Linked DNA regions of Ovis aries: region 2 is linked to region 1. Evidence: chromatin contacts called from public Hi-C data. All regions are on one chromosome and are shown on one strand. Each heading gives the region's core, a stretch centred on a gene start, on an enhancer-like site or on the middle of the called end of the contact. The rest is flanking DNA. Distances are from core to core; before and after follow the strand shown.

What was found. A called contact is a pair of places that touch in the nucleus more often than the background predicts.
Region 2: a contact with region 1 is called in a Hi-C map of mixed tissues, with 3 times the contacts expected there. The contact joins the promoter of VEZT here to the enhancer-like site in region 1. A contact is called at or near these places in 11 of 16 Hi-C or Micro-C datasets (blood, hypothalamus, liver and 5 more).

The regions. Positions count from the first base shown.
Region 1 is chr3:131,299,422-131,303,894 of ARS-UI_Ramb_v3.0, forward strand. All of the region lies in intron 8 of FGD6 (FYVE, RhoGEF and PH domain containing 6), which reads right to left. Among named protein-coding and RNA genes, the nearest start is that of NR2C1, 32 kb to the left of the region's middle. Within about 2 kb of position 2,035, at least 7 of the 54 cell types and tissues checked have an H3K27ac peak or open chromatin away from gene starts, as enhancers often do.
Region 2 is chr3:131,381,007-131,385,610 of ARS-UI_Ramb_v3.0, forward strand. It overlaps VEZT (vezatin, adherens junctions transmembrane protein), which reads left to right and starts at 1,976. Exons shown (of 12, transcript XM_042246622.1): 1 at 1,976-2,135. The coding sequence starts at 1,983. FGD6 (FYVE, RhoGEF and PH domain containing 6) reads right to left here and starts at 1,651. Exons shown (of 20, transcript XM_042246620.2): 1 at 1,466-1,651. The coding sequence starts at 1,481.

The sequences.
Region 1 (4,473 bases), core at 785-3,284:
TTTGTTCTTATTAAAGTTTGATTCTGCACAATTTCTTAAACACTTCCTGTGTGTTCCCTGGCTCTGTACCTTTTGTCTTTAATGCGCTATTCTTCTGAATCCTTTCTCTGTCTGCATATAAAAATTCTACTCATAATTCATCAAGGCTCATCTCAAATTCCTCCTCCCCTACCAAACTTTCCATTAGAAAGAACTATTCTTTCCCTTTGAATAATACATAACACAGCAGTTACGCACTGTATGCCTTCTATCATTTTGTTTTTCATTAGATTCAAGGCTCCTTGTGGGCAGGGCCTGCCCACATCTGATATCATCTTTCTATCTCTCATACCACTTCGCCAGAGACTTGGCATACAAGGGACAAGAAATACTTAATGAATTTTTTAAAAATGATTTTTTTCATATAGGATTTTGTCTTAGTGGGTAAAAGGCAATAAAAGCTAAAATCAATCCTAATTCCTGTGGGAGCTGGGAAATGGAAAGAGGAAAGGCATATTAAAAGACTGAATGCATTTTATCAGATCCAGTCTCCACTACGAGATACTGTAGATGACATTAAGCCTCTGTGAGCCACAACACAGGTTCTATCTTGCCAGAGACCATCACACCACTTGCACCCCCCAGGTGGGCGCTAGTGGTAATGAACACGCCTGCCAACGCAGGAGACATAAGAGATGCAGTTTTGACCCCTGAGTCAGGAAGATCTCCTGGAGGAGGGTATGGTAACCCACTCCAATATTCTGGCTTGGAGAGTCCCATGAACAGAGGAGCCTGGCAGGCTACAGTCCATGGGGTTGCAAAGAGTCAGACACGACTGAAGTGAGTTACTACCATGCAATCTCCATTTAGCAATATTATGGAACAAAAATAATTTCATCCCATGGATTTATGAAGTCATGCTCAAAAAGGCACAAAGAGAAACTTGGACATTGGTGCCAGCTTTTCAAACTTAATAGATGACATAAACATACACACCCAACTGTTGAAACTATACTTCTTTGAGACACTGATCTAAGGACCTGTGTGAGTCTAGACATGCACACTGTAACTACGCAGCCCTGGCAGGAAGTCATGGCGAGATACTGTGGGAGACGGCATTAAGCTTCTGTGAGCCACAGCAGAGGTTCTATCTCGCCAGAGGCCATCACAAGCAACCTAGACCCAAAACTAATCCGAACACACACTGGAGAGCATTCTTCCAATCAAATAAGAAAATCTCCAAAACTAACAAAATATATTGACCGTACACTATACTTAGCCTCATCCAGGGATGAAAAAAGAATTTAATCTCACTCTGACCCCACTCAGAATGCATTCCCTGTATAAGTCTTTTTTTGTGAATCCAAATATTTAACTTTTCCATGAGAGTGACAGGGTTAGGAAGAAAACCATACTCTTTTTAGGCTACCTCATTAATCAAAAGGGATGTTCCTTTAAGCCTGGGGAGCAGAAGAGTGCAGAAATGAAAGCAGATTTACCTAAGCATCAGATTCACAGCAAGTTCCTATTTTGTCTTTGATTCTTGTTCTTTAATACAGAAACATATCCATGCAAACTGAGACATTTCTCTAAACCAAAAGAGGTCACTGGAGGTTGTCCATATTAGGAAATCCTGACCTCAGAATCACTATGCTAAGCCTGATAAGTTTCTGAGTTGCATTTTCTTCCCTTGTACTCAAGCTCAGCTACTGCTCGCCAACCTAAACTTTTAGGAACAAAGTGGAAAGACACAGATTGGCTGAGCAAAAACCCCACCACAAAGCTGTTGCAAAATCATGCTATTAATCAAGGAGATAATGGGGTTAGGTTTACTTTCCTTGCCAATTAAAAAAAAACAACAACTTAAAATTCAACTTTCAAAATTCAGCTTTCCAAAAGTGAATTTTAGAATTTCAACTTTCTAATGTATTCATCCGTATTTTCAGGTTATCTCATTGCAGTACATCTTCCTTTTGAGAACTTTTACCTTTTCTAGGAAGACCCAACCATGAGCCCCTCAGTTAAGAATCACTCCATGCCCTAACTACAGAATGAGCAGGAGACTGATCACCCTCTGAGTCAGACGGAAGGAGCAATGAAATCACCAGCTGTCCCAGTGAGTGTCATAACCCAGGTGAAACCCAGGAAGGGAGACGAGACAGACACGCCTGCACTGGTCATATGGAATTGTTCACTACGTATCATTTAGGTCCTACTATCCTGCTGCCACCTAATGCGAATAACTGACTCATTGGAAAAGGCCCTGATGCTGGGAAAGATTGAAGACGGGAGGAGAAGGGGACGACAGAGGATGAGATGGATGGATGGCATCATCGACTCAATGGACATGAATTTGAGTAAGCTCCAGGAGTTGGTGATGGACAGGGAAGCCTGGTGTGTTGCAGTCCATGGAGTCGCAAAGAGTTGGACATGACTGAGCAACTGAACTGAACTGATCCTGACGGAGATCATTTTAAAAAATGAGAACACAGGCGTCATTTCGATTTACCATGTTGGATTTATAGTATTCCATGACTTTCTTGTTTTCAACAAACCAAGCAAAGCATTTTTCAAAACTTCAGTACTAAAAATGCCTCAAATACTACTGAAGTTATTTATGTCAAAGAAAAACAGGCTGGTGAGGTCTGCATGGGCACCACAAAATGTACTTTCCGGCCACCAGGTGGCACCATTGATTAATAAAGGTTAATTAATCCCCATAATTACCATCATCCAACAGTAGCGGCACAAAACTAACTAATTTAGCATGTGCAGCCTCAAGGATTAAGCAAGTTAATTTTGTCCTCATACATAAGGACATATTCTTCCACGTTCTCATAAAAGAATGAGAACCTAAAAAACACCATATCTTGTTAGAGCTCTAAGTTTTCAATATATGGACTCCTAGTAAGCCTTACCATTCCTTGATTGCCTAATCAATGAATAAGCAACTCAAGGCAGAAAACTATTCAGAGGTATAGTAACAATTTCCTAAAGAAGAGTCATCTGTGAGAATCAGGGACTTTTTTAATTCAACAGCACCCAGTCAGATTCCTGGACTGTTTGCTCAGAAAGGGTTGATGGCAAAGAACAGAGGAAATGAGCATACACAAAGGGTAGCGTTCCAAAGCTGAGTGTTGCGAATCTGAGGACATGGTTCTGCGGTGTCAGGTATCCCTTTAAACACAAATGCTAAACTGTGGATTGCAGGAGGATCGGAGCCTGATTAATTACTCTTCTATTACCAGCATCTAAAACAATATGCAATAAAATTGCATGTTCAGCAGATGTTTCCTGCATTTATGATGGACTAAATGACATTCACCTAGGGGTTACCACCTTTTCCTCCATATTTTATTAAGCAGCTGAGATGATGCTCGGAGGGTCTGATTAATTAAAAAGTGATCCAGTCTTTGCTCTGATTCTCCCGCTTTTCAAATATGGAGAACTCAGTTGGGAACCCTTCTCAGTTCAGTATGTGGTCCAGAGCTGCCTAAGTTAGTAAAGTGACCTTTCCAGGCTCTCATGCTTACCAATTCATGTTCTTGGAAAGCTGACAATGCCTTTCTGTGAATTAAAAAGACCATTTATTTCTCAGGACTTCCTCCATGGTCCAGTGCTTCCTAATGCAGGAGCTGTGGGTTTGCTCCCTGCTCAGGAACTAAGATCCCATATGCCTCTAAGATCCCACATGCCTCATGGCACAGCCAGAAAGTGTCAAAAAACATTATAAAGTCCAATTCTCCTGGGCTGATGCAGTCCTTTCACCAGGGCACCCAATAAGGTGAGCAGAGTGAAAGCTGGACTTGGAACTTGGCAGGGAGTCCATCAGGACATAACCACTTGAGGCAACACTGGCCTATCTTAAGACTTTGATCAGTCTGGTCCAGAGGGGCATGCCCAAAGAACTCACAAACCAAACCTGATGCCAGGCTCATCGCAGGGCAAAATTTTAGAGCAGGTCTTATAATGGACAGACTCTCCCTTCAGTTCCTGTTTAGCAGGACAGGTTGGCTTGGCATATCCAGAATGCCCTTAGAGGAGTCAACCCCAGAAGGAAGTCTCCCAACAAATGTAAACATCCATTATTTTTACTTCACTGAGATTGCTTTTCTTCGTGGATAACGTTTTTCAAGCATTAAGGCTGCCAGTTTACCAAGTGAGAATCTCACATATACAGAAATGGCTTCGTTGCGGCCAAGGCCCACTTAAAGAACCTCTTATTCATATTTGGTCCCCACCAGCCCAGTTATCTGGAGAAGGCAATGGCACCCCACTCCAGTACTCTTGCCTGGAAAATCTCATGGATGGAGGAGCCTGGTGGGCTGCAGTCCATGAGGTCGCTAAGAGTCAGACACGACTGAGCGACTTCACTTTCACTTTTCACTCTAGTGTTCTTGCCTGGAGAATCCCAGGGACAGGGGAGCCTGGTGGGCTGCTGTCTATGGGGTCCCACAGAATCAGAGATGACTGAAGCGACTTAGCAGCAGCAGC
Region 2 (4,604 bases), core at 726-3,225, 82 kb after region 1:
TTCTGTATCTGTTCATTTATAAACTGTTGGGATTGGAACTGAAAGTTGACACATCCAAGGTACGAATTTTAAATGCGTTTGGTAAAAGAAGGAAGAGTTAAAACAGGCTGGAAGGATTTTAAAATCTCCAGTAATTTTAAATTTAAAATTTGTCTTGTTCATTACACTGAGGCACAGAAATTTAGGATGAAAATACTTCACCTCAAGTAAGTAGAAAGCCTTCCTTTGGTAAGGAAAGAAGAGTTAATAAATAACATAATTCTCACTATATGATGACATCCTCTACACACACATATAACATCTAAAGGGAAGATCCACAACATCTTCAGAGATAGTACTACAGGAATACTGCACTCCTTGCTTTCCTACTCCTATTGGCTAACTTCTCAGCTCCTTAATTTGTAATCAGATTACACCTAGCAGTACAACCTCTAACATATCTAGTATTCAGAAAGAACACAAATCAGAACATTTAGGGTGCTGTTTGACAGTTTCAAGTTACAGGAATTTAAAACAAATGCCAAGAAAAGCTAAGAAAACTTAATCTGATACTTAACTGCTGATTCTAGAAGTAACTTTGGAGTCTTACGCTATTTTACTATTAAATGTATAATGAAGGTGTATTTCTTTCAATGTGGGCGAAATTGTCATTTTTAAAAAATTAAAAATTAAAAAAATTCTAACTTAAAAGTTAACCTATGTTCTTATAAGGGAATATAATATTACTTTAGTAATTATTTCGGAAAATAGGAACTGTTCCTTCTGAACGTTGTCCATAAAATTCTTCAGAGTGCACACAAAGGTAATACAACAGGCTTTGCCATATGGATGAAGGGAAAGGACCAAGGGAGGTAGACAGAAAATAAGCCTTTGTGTTCACTAACCAGGTAGACAGAGCTCCAAAACCGGGTGAAGATGAACAAAAACCTTGGCATCGGCAGTTCTACTCCTCTGATTCTCAGCTAACAGGGGGGAACCCAGGAGTAACAAAGTCTACATCTCTTTACTAAGGGTCAGGGTTTCCAGTCCTCACTGAGGTTAAAGCCACACAGCCTAGTGGCTAAGTTCAACACTCCAGGAACGCTGCCCTTTCCTAGAATAACTGATTTCTTAACATGGGAATCTAAACTATTTTCATACGCAAAGGCAAAGTCGCTCAAATTTTAGAAAAGAATAAATAAATGCCCTCTTTACATTTCCCGTTTCTCCTGGAGCTAAGAGACCCCAACAAGGTCTTCCTTTAAAGGGAGGTCCCAAGAGACACATGATTTCCAAAGAGCCCCTCCAGGCACGAAGGGACGAGAAAATCCGGCAGCAAACACCGTCTGCTCCGCACTTGCTGCAGTCCCGGAGAAAGGCACAGGGAACACTACTAAGCTATCCCGGGGGAGAAAGCAGCTCCGAGCCCCAAACCTGCAGCGCTCGCTACAAACTTTCCAGCGGCAGCTTGAGCGCCGTCACTTACCGGCAGCAGAAGTCATGATTCCCCAGTAAAGCTCGCTTCCCAGCTCGCCCCCCTTAATCCCCGCGCCCCTTACAGTCCATTGTTTCAAGAATTTGGGCAGAAGAGAAAAATCCTCGCAGAGCCCACATTCCGTCCTGAGGGACCGCGGCGCAACGTGAGCGCCGCACAAAGGAAGCTGCCGGCTCTGAGGACCCGGCGGCGCTCCCCGGCGCGAGCGCCGGCGACGGGCAGGCGGGCACGAGCACCGAGCAGCGGAGCTCCGGGCGGACGTCCACGCGCGCGCACGAGCAGTGCTCAACGCCGCTTTGCCAGTGCGCGGACTTCTCTAGCTCCAAAAAAAAAAAAAAAATCAGAGCTCCAGGCGCCCCCTGCTAGTTGCGGCCGTAAAAGGCGGACAAAAGCCCCAGCCTCCTCCAATCAGAGGGCCCAAGTTTCATCCCGTTCCCGCCCCTCCCGCCCACATGCTCAAGCTCAGCTCCAATGAGCGGGCTTGAAAAGGGGGCGTGAGTTACAAGGCATGATGGGAATTGTAGTTTTCTGCACACAAGGACTGGCAGGGGCAGACGCCTGGGTGCAGCCTGTTCTCCCGCCTTCATTTCCCATCGTGCTGAGGCGGGTGGCATGGCGGAGAAGGATGACACCGGATTTTGACGAAGAGGTGGTTTTTGAGGTAAGGGAAAAATGGCGGTGCGTGTGAGTTGCCTTTGTTTGAGAAGGACGAGGGAGAAGGCGAGAGGCCGATCGAGGGAGCGAGGGAGCGGGTGACGCTCCTGCCGTTCTTGGTCACCGAATCTCGTCGATTTCCGGGCCTAGTGCTGGCCGCTGCCTGACAGGTGTAGCCCGAGGCGCCCTTGCCTCGCCCAGTCTCTGCCTCGGGCCCTCCCAGAATTCCCAGCCTGGCCGGTGGACGCGAGCCCTGCGTGTTCCTTCCCGGGTGATGGAGACGCCTTGGCGGGGTGTGGGGGTGGGGTAACTGCTCCTGGTTGGGGCGGGGCGCAGTCGTGGATTTTGGAGACTCACCCGTACGACTTAGCCTCCCCCTTTTTCGTCCTTTTTTGGGGTCAGTGTCAAGAAGTGCCCGAGGTCACCGTTCACTGTCGCGGCGTGGCTCTTCGAATGGAGGCAGCCGGTGCTAGTTTTCTAACGTGGTTTAAGATCTGTGTGTGGGACCTCCTGTGGGTGATTAGGGCCGGGGCGTCTCAGCATCTGATTCTTTTGTCCTTTGCTTGTTGCTCTAGGTGTAGCTATTTCTTCTGTTTCGAGGCTTTGGTGAGAGTGCTTTTGTGTGGGGACTATTTTAAGACGTTCTCTGCCATCTTGAATGAAAAAAAAAATTCTAGTGTTTCTGTTGCCATTTATCTATCAGGCACAGGCGCAAACACACACCTCTGTATGAGGCATGTGTATGAATGCTTTACCAAAGTCCATTCATCCAACTTGATTTTAAGAAATTTAAGAAAAGAAACAGCTCATTCTTTAAAAGAGAGCTAGACAATAAATAGTGCAGAATGGTATATGTTGAAATATATGCAAACTGTCATTGGAGGATTGGTTTGGAAACTGCCGTCTGTTCTCGGAGACGCTACACCCAGTAAATGGATATTGGAGGTGGGTCTTGAACTGTGAGTCTATTTAGAGAGATGGAAGGGAGAAAATGCATTCTGAAGAACGAGAACAAAGTATGCCAAGCTTGGGAGGTGTGACGGTACCTGGTGCAGATATTTCTAGGACTTGAGTGTGAACTCACTATGTGAAGCGGTCTGATAGGGCTAGAATGGAGAAGCAGTGAAAGATAGGCTCTTTTACCAAAAGGAAGTGTCTTGATTTGAGGAGGTCAGTAGGGAATACAAGTGCCTAAGTTTCAGATATGAGAGAAGACTGAACTGAATAATGGCTTGGACAGATACTGCTAAGGTAAAATTGAGGAAACAAGTTACAAGATTGCATGTGGGACATGAGAGACAAAAATCTATGTTACTTAGATTGCTAGAGAAAAGGGACTGGGTGGATTTTTTTTTTTTTTTACCCTGTTATGTGGTTAGATATCTGAATATAATAATAATCCATGCTCATTTCTACAGCATTTCTTTGTAGAAAACAAGCCACAAAATTAAAATCACTCGTTATCCTTTCACCCACAGATGGCCACTATTAAATTACAGTGTGTATTCTTGCCAACTTTTGCTATGCAAATGTATGTTTGATTTTTTTTAACACAAAAAAGTATACCACATAGAATTGTATATGTATTTTTCACTGAGTGTTTTCTTATCATTACTCTTTGAAAACAACATAATATCCAATATGTATATGTATCAAAATCATTTTCCCATCCTTGGATAGTTGCCATTATAATCAACACTGGCATAAGTCCATTTTTAATTGCATCTCTGATTTTTCCTTAGAATAATTTCTAGAAAGGAAACTAGTGGGTCAAAAGATACAAACATTTTTCAAGACTTTTACGCGGAAAGGTTATACTATTTCAAGTTTCCGTTAAGAATAAGAGTATTATTTTCACCAAATCTAGAAAATAATACTAGCAACCTTATTAATTTCTTTTAGTCTTTGCTAATTTGATAGGGAATAGAGCATTCTGCTGTTCCAATTTACATTTTTTGAATTTACTAGAAACATTTTTATTTCTGTCTTGAGCATTTCTTTTAGTATTTTTTCCCCCATTTTCCTGTTGGATTTAGATTCTCAAAAACTGATTTGCATACATTTTTCATAAGTTACTTAAACCTATTTTACTTTTAGCAATTTATTTATTTATTTTGTGGCAGAACCAGGGGGGCTTGTGGGATCTTAGTTCCCTGACCAGGGATCAAACCCTGCAGTGGAAGCATAAGATCTCAACTGCTGGACTTTTGGGAAGTCCCTAGAAATGTTTTTTGTTGTTTAATTTACTTGCTTTTTGTCATATACATTAATTTTTATTGCAGCATAATGTTCGTAAGAAAAGTGCACAAATCATAAATGTGCAGACTGATCAATTTTCACATGTTGAATACACCCATGTAACCAGGACCTGTGTTAAACTGAACATCATCAGCACACCAGAAGCTCCCTCTTACTCTCTTCCAGTCACTTCTCTCCACCCCCAAAATAACCACTCTTCAGACTTATAATAATTAAT